Regions from separate parts of the Mus musculus genome. Here all the other regions are linked to region 4. A link is a contact called in public Hi-C and promoter capture Hi-C data. All regions are on one chromosome and are shown on one strand. The core of a region is the stretch at or near the end of the contact, and the rest is flanking DNA. Distances in the headings are between cores, read along the strand shown.

Region 1 (3,039 bases), core at 423-2,922, 440 kb before region 4:
ACACCACACACACACACACACACACACACACACACACACAGCCTTGACAGTTTGATTCCCCCAAAATTTTCCTTCTAGCCATGGAGTGGTTAAGTTGGTGATTTTTACTGCCTGCGCCCTCTTGCTTACTTACAATCCCAAGTGTGGACAAAAAGTATTCTTCTTATAGCTATCTCAGGAAACAAGCTAAGTCGGAAAGTATCAGTCTAGCTCAATGCATGATGCTTATCTCAGGCATAATGTTGTTAGTACTTGCATGCTGATGTTTTTTAAAAGAGCAACTGCTCACTACAAATCTCATTTACAGTATATTAAAATTAAATTGCGCAGAAGACATGGTAGTGAATGGTATCCCAGCATTTAAGAGATGGTGCTGGAGGATTGTAAAATTGAGACGCATGGGGATAAACAATGTATCTCTAGAAAGAGGGAGGGGTTTACATTGTTTCCCTTAATTGAGCCAGAGGTAAATTGTTCTTCAAAAGTTCTACTTCAAAACAAACAACAAAAGCCACAGTAACTTTCCTAAGTCGCTATCTCTTGGTAAAATTATTTTATATAGCAAACTTTGATTTTCAAAGTAAATTTGGGCTTTATGAAAAAAAAAACATGTTATGCCCCTGGGAGATTTGTTTTTGCAATTAACTTGATGATTATGAAAATCTTTTATGATTTGATGATATACAGACCAAGGGAAGTAAAAAAAGAGCAACCATAAACAGAAGTTCTAATTTTGTACCTTGGCAACATGAATCTTAAGTTTGGGTTCAGCATGGAGGCTCAAGAAAGGTATGGATAAGCCGGGCGTGGTGGCGCACGCCTTTAATCCCAGCACTGGGGAGGCAGAGGCAGGCGGATTTCTGAGTTCGAGGCCAGCCTGCTCTACAAAGTGAGTTCCAGGACAGCCAGGACTATACAGAGAAACCCTGTCTCGAAAAACTAAAAAAAAAAAAAAAAAAAAAAAGGTATGGATAGTTTCAACGATTGTTCATAGTTTTAGATACACCATTAGACCTTGGCTTTCAGTTTCAGTATCCTCAGTGTATAGAGCTAAGGGCGGATCCCCCTGAACTTATGAAAACACGTACAAAGGGCTATTATTACCGTCACTGAGAGGCTTGGATAGGTTTGTCATTAGGAGCTGCGGCAGCCATGGCTGTTAAAGCCATGATGAACTGTCTCTGGGCTAATTCGTTTCCTAATTTCAGTTTATTTTAAAAACACCACCTTGCTTTCTTCGGAAAGAACGTTAAACATTGGACCGCCTGTGTTTTTCACTTTCTGAGTACAATTCAACCTGCCTATGGACTCCGGATCAATAAATTAATCTTAAGATGACATTCCGGTCCGGTCCATCTTTCACATCCTAAACCTGTCTGACCAGAGGTGGTGACTGACCTACCTACCACCCTCAGGTAAACACCGGGCCACCACCCTGCCTCGAGTAATTTTTCTTGTGGCTCTCCCTAAGCCTCTTTCTTAATCCTGAATGCGGGCGTGAGGAGCTCGGGAGAACTCGGTAGAGATCGGAAGAACTCGGCAGGCAGGTGAGTGCCTCGCTCTACCGCCGAGGATGCGAACCTGCAGGCTCGCGGGCACGCGGGCGCGTGGGCGCGCGGAGACGGGGGAGCCAGGAAGCGCGGCGAGCCCGGCGGCGGCGCGGACAGCCCGATGGGGCGGAGCGAGGCCGCCGGAGGGGCGGGCTTCCATCGTCGTGGTCGCGATCGCCTGCTGCTCTCCCGGAGGCTGCCGGGGACCTTTGGCTATGTCCTGGCGCCGCGCGGCTTCGGTGGGGAGGCGGCTGGTGGCGAGCGGGAGGATCTTGGCGGGGCGGCGTGGCGCGGCTGGAGCTGCGGGCTCGGGGTACGCGGCGGGGCGGGCCGGGCCTGCGGGGCTTGTGGATCCCTGCGGTAGTGTTAGTGTGGACCCAGCCGGCTTGGGGGACAAACAACAGACGTCCTAGTCTGAGCTTAACAAATACAGCATGTGGTTTTAACTCAGCGTAGACCTGGATGGCCCTGAAAAGAGACTCCCCTGCTTGTGGGAACTTATATTGAACTTATATTATCGTTCTTAGATTGATTGTAAGTCTTTGCTATCCTGTCGCAGGATGTGAACTTGACTCATGCTTTTAAATGCCCAAGGCTTTGCAGCTAGTAACTCTGGCATCCTGTAGATGTGGTTTCTGGCTTGATGGGAGCATTGCTTTCCCTGGCTTCCTTCCTTAGCATAACCCTGGGCTGGCATACCAGTGATGGCCAATCAGGCCTGGCCTAGGCAGCTGTCAAGACGTCTGTCTCAACATCCTATACTCCCCTGTCTTCCAGGGAGACTTACTTTCTGAAAGCGCTGGTCACGTGATGTTAACCATTTGCCAGATCATTAGGACTGTTTCCTATTGGAGATATCTGGTGTATATCCTGCTTTGCCCACCTACCACCTCTTAGTAGATGTTTCATAAATGGAGCGCGACTAGTTGGTGCTTTATCAGTGTTGAGGTATTTCATTGGGCATTTATGCGGTGCCTGCCCCTTTCCTTAATAGGAAAGCTAAACCAGAAATCGAAGGGACTGCCTTAAGAAAGGTAGGGGTGCTTTTTTTGGAGCTTTTTCTTTGGCAGGGAATATGCCTCTTTGGTCTTTTTTTTTTTTTTTTTGGTTTTTCGAGACAGGGTTTCTCTGTATAGCCCTGGCTGTCCTGGAGCTCACTTTGTAGACCAGGCTGGCCTCGAACTCAGAAATCCGCCTGCCTCTGCCTCCCGAGTGCTGGGATTAAAGACGTGCGCCACCACACCCGGCTGGTCCTCTTAATTTCTTAGAAAAGCTCACCCGTCGTAAATGCCACATAGGTTTAAGGAGGTGGTAAATGCTAGATTAGAGATTTTGTTTTTAGCGTTGAAAACCCAAATAGACTGGATTGATGCCATCCAGCGTTCTTCCAGGCCAAAGCCATCTGGCACTTTCCTACTGCTTTGAACTTCACAAACCCTGCTAGCATTTTTTTTTTTTTTTTTTCTCAAAGCTGCCTCCCACAAAGTAG
Region 2 (2,922 bases), core at 57-2,556, 360 kb before region 4:
ACAACAGAATTGCAAAATGCGTAACATAACTACTTATATGTTACCATCTCCTTTCCCCATTTTCTCCTCCCCTCTTGGCTCCTCCCCACCTCAGTGACTGGTCCATTGATGTCTCCATCTGTTTCAGCTTGGTGACGTTCTTCTAACATAGTTGAAAGATGACAGAGTTGTTTTGTGACTCATGCATCTCAGCTTACCTGTCCTTCCCACGGTGTCCTTAGGACCATTCTGTTATCCTCTCACAATCTGCCCACACATAGGGTGAGACATTTTGAGAGTCATAGTAACCTATTTCCCATTGAGCCTGGAAGCACAACTTCCTATCAGTAAATACTCTGCTCCTAACTGTGCCCAGGAAGAATACAGATTCCTGAGCAAGTCAGTGAGCAAATGATGAATGAAATGCTTTGTTTCATTTGTCTTCTGTTTTCCCAAGCCCCATTCACACATCCATACTAAATGATCACCTGCATACAGCTCTCCCACACACAGAATTAGCAGAGCAAAATGTTTACTTCTGTTAGGGTAAGATAAGCGGACATTCTGCATCTTTAAAGGAAAATAGTATTGCTTCTTCTCAACTGATGTTCTGCTGTGTTCGTTAGTCTCCTCTGTTTCAGAGGTTTATTTAACTCACTCATCTGTTAGATAATTCCCAAGGTCTAGTTTCTCTCCTAAGTTCCTGTCTAACAACCTACTGAGCTTCTTCATCTTGATATTCTTCTGTAATCTCAAGTGTGTCATGGCCCAAAATATGTTCACGTCTCTCCTCCTGACGTACTTGTTCTCTTACTGGCAAGTAGTCACCCAAAATGAAATGTAGTCATCTTTGAGTAGTCCTTTACCTGCTCTTCCTCCACTCTGCGGCTGTCCTGTGGAGTGAGTTCACCTTTGAAATGACTCATCATCTCACCTTCTTTGCATTTCCATGGCCACCACCCTAAACTGGTAGAGCCATAGTAACACTGTAAGGTTGCCATCTCCCCTGTGCATTAATCAAATCAAATCTGTGCTGTATGCATTTGCTGAAAGTGATTTAAAAAAAAATGTTCTTTATGCTTCTATTTTACTGTTTCTTAAACTCAACATCAGTGGAAATAGTTTACCCGTAGTCCAACTAATAAAAGTTCTGATTTTTAATTCTCTTCCTGCACTTGCTCCCTGTGGTTTGTTTTATTCTATTTGACTTGCTTCCCTGGTCACAGAACTTTTCTTCATACACATTTGACATTTGGAACACTCTCTCTAACACACCAAATAAGCCACATGCTGTGCGCATGGCAACAGCATCTCTACCATTTGGATACAGCTCCCCTTTTGAGCTTTTTGCTGCCCCTCTTTTTCTTGTCTCACATTCCATTTGTATTGGATTAGCTCCCAGAGGAACTCTTCATTATTTTTCCTCTAAACTTGTCTCATGCTGAAGTCCTCTGAGAAGAACCCCATACCCCAATTCTTTCCACATTCCCTCAAATCTTTTTGTAAACTCTCATTATATCTCAGGAGCCATTTCAAATATTTTCTTTCTTATCTGCTTCCTGTCACCTCATCAGCAAGCAAACAAAGACACCTGGAGAGCTCCAGGTTTCCTCAGGTCTCATACAGTTCTTTAGCTCCCTCATGGCAGTTGGCATAGTTTGTATCCTATCTAGATTTACATATGACTTCTTTCAAAGCACAGGCCAGACTGCTAATTCATTGTGCTCTGCTGTGGTCAGATCTACACAATGCATTCCTCAGAGGCAGTGCTATTTATACAGAGTCAGTCTCCAGCCTTTTCCTATGTAGACTGTCTGCTGGAGAGAAAAAAAAGAAATGGATTTTTTTTTTTTTTTTTTGAGAGTGGTGCTATTTCAGTAGCAAACCAGTTACCGGTAAACAAAGTCTCCTGGTAATTAACAACATGGTACTTTTTTTGGTAATAGTCCTGTGCTTCATGGTTATATGATTTTTACCATTTTAAATATTGTAAGTCTCCAATTTTGAGGAAGAATAATTCATTTACTGAATAAGATTTTTGAATGCAGAAGTCAAAGAAAGGCAAACATGTGTCAGTTTCCCAAAGTTATGCAGATGAGAGTGTTCAACAGACATATCGTGCAGTCTTCAAAGGCTGTTTTGGATTTTATATTTTCTCAAGAAAGTGAATAATTTCCTATTGCTACTGCAGGGAATAAAATTCTGAATGCTTCACTTTTGAGTCATCAGAATAGATAGGCTACTTATCTGGGAATAACACACACACACACACACACACACACACACACCTTGAGTGATTGTGGGAACATGCTACTTTTTCACCTGTGTTTGGCATTGTTAGAGGTACAGCTTGAGCCAGCTCTTTTTGTTTTATGGAGGGGAATGAAAAGATTTCATTAGAAGAATCACCCAGAGAAAATACATTTTAAATCTACAGTGTAGATTATTTACTCTTTTGTCCCTCTTTCTTATGAAAGTATATGTGACTAGCGTTACAGTTCTTAATTAACACAGAAAGAAATTAAGCTTGGTTAAGTGGATTTAGTTGAGTCATACAGCTGCCAAGTGAGAAAATCAGAATTTTACCCAAGGCCGGTCTAGCTCTGACAGCATTTTTAGTACTTGTGTAAATATGTTTGGAGTCTTTTCTTTAGTAAAATAATCAGTGTAGTCAAGATTGTTGTGGGATATTATCTAGAGAGGACTGCTCAGAAATGGATTCCCGTGTAGTCCTGAGCCTTTCTCAGAATGAGCTTTTTAGCACACAAACCATGCCCTGGCTTGGCTTACTTCAGTTAATAGGAACAGTTAGCCTGCAGCAGAACTTCCGAAGCTAAAAGGCAAGGTCAGCACTGTTAGAGACTTTCCCTAACTATGGTGTTTGATATCCATAGCCTTTGTCTTAGTTTTGGCAGGTGGTGCTGTCTACTGGGTTTTACAGCA
Region 3 (3,035 bases), core at 133-2,632, 470 kb before region 4:
TTTCTCGTGTTAAATTGATCGTTCAAAGTTATTCAAACAAAATGGGTACCAAAATTCTGACTCATTCTAGTAATCAAAGAGAAGCATCAATAGTAGTAACATCATTACAGAGGACTCAAAGGATTCTTCAACTTGACCCTCTGTGATTTCCTGAACGACTTACATCCACGGCATCCATGGAACAATAATCACAAATGGTTTTGTTTTGTTTTTCCTTTGAAGGCTCTTCCTGAAGAGCACACAGGATCAATTTCTCAGACCCGTATGTAAAGCTCACTGCTTTTCCCCCGGTCTCACTGCATTTCCCCGGTAACTTTCTCCCCAACAAAGTCCTGCTTTCAGCTCCAATACTGTTTCAGCAAACTTCCAAACTCTCCTAATCGTCCCTTAACTCTAAGTGATAGCTGTCTATTCCTTTTTTTTTTTCTCCCCCAACCCCTCTTGAGGAATAACATCAACCTACCCCTATTATGAAAAAAGAAAAAAAAGAAAATTGCCGAGGCGCTCGAGGAGCCAAAGAAGACAGTTGCAACACATGGCAGGCTCTGGGAGATTACAAAAAAAAAAAAAACCTAAGAACAAAAAGCGACTCGGTGGCCGGCAGATGCTGCGATCGATCGCTGTCCTTCTACACCTCCGTCCAGGTAGCCGTGCACCAGCCCCACACGGCGCGGACAACCTGTACACACTCCACGCCAACTGGCAAGTCGGAAACTCCCATGGTACCTTTCCCTTCGGCTTCTCCAACACAGAGAAGACTTGACCGCTCTAGAATCCGCTCCACTTCTTCCCTCCTCGCCCTAAAAGTACAACTTCTTCTCCAGAGAATAACTTTTTCCCCAGAGCACCCATTTTTTTTTCTCCCCCCTCTCATCCCTGAGGGACTCCGAGGAGGACAGGGAGGAGGGCTTTAGGGAAAGAGGTCGCCCGGGGGCGCCCGATGCTGCCCCGCCACCACTAGGCCACAGCCACGCCGCACTCACCCCCAAACTACATAGTTGGTCTTCACATTCTTGGGCCAGGAGAACTCCCCGAAGATCACTTCATCCCCCTTGACCACGATCTCCTTCTTCTGGATGTTGTACTGTCGCAGGACGCTGAGCACGTCCGCCATCTTCGCCCCCCTCGCTGCTGCCGCCGCCGCCGCCGCGGGCCCCGGGCCCCGCCGTCGCCGCCGCGCCTGCCGCCTCCTTCCCCCGTCGCCTCGCCCTCTTCCCCCCGCCGCCGCCGCCGCCGCCGCGAACCAACAGCCGCCACACTCAACAGCCGGCCGCGTCTACGACAGCAGCACGGGCAGAAGCCACCCAGGCCGCCGAGGACCCCGCGCTATATAAGGCAAGGCCCCGCCGCGGGCTGCCCGCGGAGAACGCCTGACTGACCCACGCTCCGCCGGGGCCGCGGGCCGCCGCCAGGGGGCGCCGTGGCCGCCCGAGCACACGCGCCACCCAGACGCCCGCGGGGCGCGCCGCCGACTTCGGGAAACGGGGAGCGGGCCTCGGCGCTCCGCGTGTGCGGCGCCCTAGCGGAACCGGGCCCCGGTGCGGTCTCAAGGCTCGCACGGGGCGAGCGACAGGTGCGCGCGCACCTGCTGGGCGCTTCCGCGCTTTTCAATCCCAGAGCGCGCGCCGCCGCCGGGTGATTTAAACTTTCCCTGCGCCAGGCTCCGCTTCCCTCCCTTGAACCCCAGGACTACCTTTCTGTCTGCATCGGAGCCCCACCGCACTCTGCGACATAGGTCCCCATGGTCAGGAACAGCTCCTAGGGAAAGCTGGAGCTTTGAAATGTGGACGTTTTCAAGTTTAGGCTGGATTTTAATAAGGGGTGTATTTGCAAAGAGGAAAAGAAGAGTTAGGTGGAGGACAATTCTTGCCCCGTTTGTTAGTCTCTGGTCTCCTAACATCGTTTGATTGGTAGACAGAATAAAATTAATCAGAGAAAAAGCTGAAAGCATCCCAACGCGTCGACGAAGGACCATTCATTGTTGACTCGTCCCCCTCCTTTCCTTGGAAACAACTTTTTCCATCCCCTCAGCTTCTCCCGGGTAATCACAAAAAAAGCCTCAAGTGATTTCAGGTTATGAATGGAAGAAATACTCCTTCAGAAACCTCAAGCTGTGAATTAGAACACTTTTTCAGACGAACAGACTTTTAAGTGGTACTCAAAAGGCTTACCGGTGCCTTTATGATTATGGGAACCTAGAAATCAATTCTGCATACTATTCATGGCCTGTGTACTTTAAACATATACTTCAAGCCTAATATTTCTTTTTCACTCTTTGTGAGAAGGAGGCACACTTTGTTACTTATAAAAACAAATACTTTGGTCTGTTTTTTTTTGGGGGGGGGGACTTTTGTTATGTGTGACAAAGTGTAATTTGGGTATAGAAAGAAGTATGAGGTTAAAAAAATGTCTGCTCCACAAATGTCTTTCTCCCGTCAATGTGTCTCAGAACCTCACTGCAAATGCAGGTTATAAAGAACTGACTGTGCTTGTCTGTCCCTTTCACATCTCTGAACTTATGCCTATATCACAGCATCCAGTATTTCCTTGTCCCCTTTGTTTGCTTCTCTACCTCCTAGGAGATGAACCGACTGTATGACATGAGATGAACCGACTGTATGACATGTAGTATATATTGGTCATATGTACTATACTTGGTACAGTGACAGCTCCTAGAACGATGTTGTAGTAAGTGAAAAGATAAAGGCTCCAAGTAAAGTCTGGGTAATAAATGCATAGGTAGGTTTCATGGAGTTAAGAGAGTCAACAATAGTTTTTATGAATTTTAATTCATATACAAATCATTTCCAACCAATTTCTCTTTTTGATTAATTTATGTTTTTAAGGTTAATGATCCTTAAACTCAACGTTGTAAGATACATGGTTAGTAATTTATAGTGTATAGCAGTTAAAGCACGGAAGTTCTACTTTGTTTTTGTTATATAAATTCCCTTAAATTGTCCCTCTCATGTTAAGTCAAGAAGGTCAAAATCTAATAAAAGATAATAGTAGTTGTAGAACTAAAGATTCGGGAA
Region 4 (3,050 bases), core at 462-2,961:
CTAAGCACAATGTTAGTTAAATTATATTTTTCAAATTCGAGCACAAATGAAAAATAAAAGGTAACCTCCAGTCCTCCTAGAACTTGAACTCTATTTTGGTAAAAAGGAGAGTTCCCAGGTTAGGACGACCTAAGTTGTTGTGATGTGACAGTGGATTAAACTTACCAGGCTTCAAATCAGCAATGATCCTGTTTTTCTCATGCTGGTACAATGGTGTAGAAACACTCCATTAACCTAAGAAAAAAGTAATGATAAAAATAAGTGGAAGTAGAAAGATGAGTGTGAAAGTACAACATTTTGCAAGGATTTCTATAAGTACTTTACCTTTTTTTTCAACCAATAACTTTTACGTTATTTCATAGATTATTATAAAATACATGAAATAAACTTTATCTGTCTCTTCATTGGTTTTTATTTAACGCTCTTTTGATTGTTTTAATTACATGTTATTTTGCTGATGTTTTTTTCTATACTCTGTTGGTAAAATTAGTGTGTAATTTAATAACTCTATTTTACTTTTCAGAGCTGAGGACTGAACCCAGGGCCTTGTGCTCGCTAGGAAAGTGCTCTGCCACTGAGTTAAATCCCAACCTCACTATTCTAACTCTTTAAGCATAGTATATTTAGGGTAAATATCATTCTTCATACTTTTTCAATATTTTCTTTGGATAACTAATTTTTTTAAAGGAGCACAGTTCATCAATAAGACTACTAATAAATACACCGCTAATAGTATGGCATAAATAGATTCACATGTCCTCCTGCCTTTAAATTAAGTCTTAAAGTATAATAAAGACAAATCTAAAATTTTGTCTTTTAGTCCTGACAGGTAATCAATAAATTCTTTCTGTCCATATTCAAACAAACAACCAAACAACATATCTCCACCCCGTTCTCTTATATTAGTGGGTTGAATGCAGTTTAGAAAAACTTGGACTGATTTTCATGTTGACCAACTCTTTTTTGCAATAGTACAAAAATTCCTGCCCTTAAAAGACAGTAATTTTGTGAAGTTGTCCTTAGGCACAGCATAAGGAAAGAAGACATTATATATGCCACATTTAACAGGGCTTCTGACAGACCTTACCAAAATAAAACCCACTGGAATTAGCAGATTTAATAAACTGATAGAAGCAATCAGTGATTTGAATACTAAATTTTCTGATTTTTATATCTCTATCATACACATAAAAACCACATGAAAAGAACATATTCTAAAATGCAATATATATTCTGCTGTCTTATTTAATTTTTATAGAAAGCAATTCTTAGTTTGAGGTACAGAAAATCTAAGCCAAGAATGAAATATGTATTTACAATTTTGTTTATTTCCTGGAAAAAAAATACCTTACATGCACTGCTACAGCTCAGGTACTGAAGTCAGTACCCATTAGGAATTATATCAAGACAACATTCTTCTATTTTACCAACTCTTCTACTGAATCTCATACTCACAAATATATCCCGTGGAGCAGTCTACCAAACTACATTTTATTTTCTCCTTGTTACGATCCTTTTGAAATCAGGCTCTGAAATTGCACGAGACACCAAGTACTTTATTTTTCCTGGCATAAAAACACGCCACTGTCTGTATAATTACCTTCTATGGCACTCCGGGTCCCTGTGCTATGAAATTCTAGTTTTACAGACACGTATCTATGCAAAGAGAGGTTTTTTGAATATGGAAAGTAGTGCTGTGGCATTGCAATGCCTTGCTGATAAAAGAGGTTTTTATCTAAACTTATCAGAACATCTGACATGTCCAGATGGCTGGAAGCAGCAGCTCTGGAGAATTTTCAACTGTTGTAGTCAAAACTTCTCCTCTGAATAATTAGTTTTTCCAGCTTTTGTCAATGTGCAGCCTAAAGGAAAATCCCTTAAAAAAAAAAAAGACCTGAATACAAATGAACTACCATTGCAAACACTATTATCAAGTCATGGGAACTATTGACAGCAACCTGTTCATAATAGTCAATTGATTAAAGACCTGAAACAAACTAAGGGCTCTCTCTTTATTTTTTGGCTCAACCTTGTAGCTCTTTCTGCTGTTCCTTTGAGCCAGTATTTTGACTGTTATTGTTTGTTGACCTGATTGTTATTTAGTCAGTTGACATGCCTGCTAAACTTTGAACTGAACACCACACTTCAGACATGATCTACTAAATACAAACTGTAGGGAGATGTTTAATGCCCTTGTCTTATGCCTAGTATTTGAGTGTGTGTGTGTTTGTGTGTGTGTGTGAACTCTCAGAACTCTCTCATAGAAATGCTGGCATAAAATAAGAAAATAGCAAGAAGGAACAGGATGTCATTGAGCACTTCTTGAAATATTTAGGAACCTGTATCTCACCACACTTCTTGCTCCATTATCCCTTTTTGTTTTCTTGCACTCTGTGGTTACTCCAAATTTATACTCAAATCTAAAGATTTTGAGAGATGATCCACAAATAAGACATATTTGTCTTTCTGGATCTGAGTTACTCACTCAGTATAATAGTTTCCAGTTCTGCCCATTTACCTGCATCTCGTATTTCCAGCTTCTCTTTAGAGTTGAATAGAATTACATTGTCTGTGTGTCCAGATTTTATTATTAATTCATCAATTCAAGGACATTGAGATTATTTCCATTGTTCCACTTATTATAGCGATTGTTCACAAAGTGATCACTGACAAATGACACTGAAGAATGACATATAACTTCGTGTGTCCCATATCTTACTAGCATCTTACCTCTCTACCCAGGGCTAGGTGTTTCAGTGTTACATAGAGCCATGGGTTCCCTTGAGACTCTCAAGAGCACTCTGAGACTGTCAATAGCTGAATTTACTCAACCTTGGCAGAGGGGTTTTCCAGCCTTCCTCCTTGCCATCTTGTTTATTTAATATGTTAATTTTGTAAGGCTTCATGTAAGGCCTTCTGACCTCACTCTTGGTCCCATTTTTCTGCCCCAGTACATTTTAACGGATTCTGCGAGCACTATAAGCTCTTAGACACTAGAGAAGTCTTAGTGAACTATACCCAGCAGGCAGCTGTTGCTGTCGTTTGGAGGG

What was found. Promoter capture Hi-C pulls out the DNA fragments that hold promoters and counts their contacts. Hi-C and Micro-C count contacts between places; a contact is called where the count stands out from the background. Capture Hi-C pulls out chosen DNA fragments and counts their contacts.
Region 1: a promoter capture Hi-C map of liver shows a contact between it and region 4, with 4 times the contacts expected there. The contact joins the promoter of Glrx2 here to the promoter of Rgs13 in region 4. A contact is called at or near these places in 5 of 39 promoter capture datasets (3T3-L1-derived adipocytes, the HPC-7 cell line, HPC-7-derived erythroid cells and 3 more), 1 of 115 datasets of contacts at active chromatin or transcription factors (bone marrow-derived macrophages) and 2 of 9 other capture datasets (adipose tissue and liver).
Region 2: a contact with region 4 is called in a promoter capture Hi-C map of embryonic stem cells, with 7 times the contacts expected there. The contact joins the enhancer-like site here to the promoter of Rgs13 in region 4. A contact is called at or near these places in 25 of 39 promoter capture datasets (the 3T3-L1 cell line, 3T3-L1-derived adipocytes, the C10 cell line and 16 more), 3 of 15 datasets of contacts at CTCF or cohesin (CD8 T cells, large pre-B cells and pro-B cells), 39 of 484 Hi-C or Micro-C datasets (B cells, the C2C12 cell line, CD8 T cells and 21 more), 7 of 115 datasets of contacts at active chromatin or transcription factors (the 230-238 cell line, DN3 thymocytes, the HPC-7 cell line and 4 more) and 5 of 9 other capture datasets (adipose tissue, embryonic stem cells, liver and 2 more).
Region 3: a contact with region 4 is called in a Hi-C map of B cells, with 11 read pairs. The contact joins the promoter of Cdc73 here to the promoter of Rgs13 in region 4. A contact is called at or near these places in 1 of 39 promoter capture datasets (pre-B cells), 1 of 484 Hi-C or Micro-C datasets (B cells) and 1 of 115 datasets of contacts at active chromatin or transcription factors (bone marrow-derived macrophages).

What each region holds. Positions count from the first base shown.
Region 1 is chr1:143,737,896-143,740,934 of GRCm38.p6, forward strand. Glrx2 (glutaredoxin 2 (thioltransferase)) reads left to right here and starts at 1,673. Exons shown (of 4, transcript NM_001038592.1): 1 at 1,673-1,863. The coding sequence starts at 1,766. It overlaps Gm46161 (a long non-coding RNA gene), which reads right to left and starts at 1,271. Exons shown (of 2, transcript XR_001779472.2): 1 at 1,105-1,271.
Region 2 is chr1:143,818,970-143,821,891 of GRCm38.p6, forward strand. No RefSeq gene overlaps it. Among named protein-coding and RNA genes, the nearest start is that of Uchl5, 43 kb to the left of the region's middle. Within about 2 kb of position 1,307, at least 33 of the 459 cell types and tissues checked have an H3K27ac peak or open chromatin away from gene starts, as enhancers often do. A contact at or near this core is called in embryonic stem cells, neural progenitor cells, neural stem cells and 1 more, where this site is marked.
Region 3 is chr1:143,701,511-143,704,545 of GRCm38.p6, forward strand. It overlaps Cdc73 (cell division cycle 73, Paf1/RNA polymerase II complex component), which reads right to left and starts at 1,383. Exons shown (of 17, transcript NM_145991.2): 1 at 984-1,383. The coding sequence starts at 1,114.
Region 4 is chr1:144,175,661-144,178,710 of GRCm38.p6, forward strand. Rgs13 (regulator of G-protein signaling 13) reads right to left here and starts at 1,712. Exons shown (of 6, transcript NM_153171.4): 1 at 1,601-1,712; 2 at 166-234.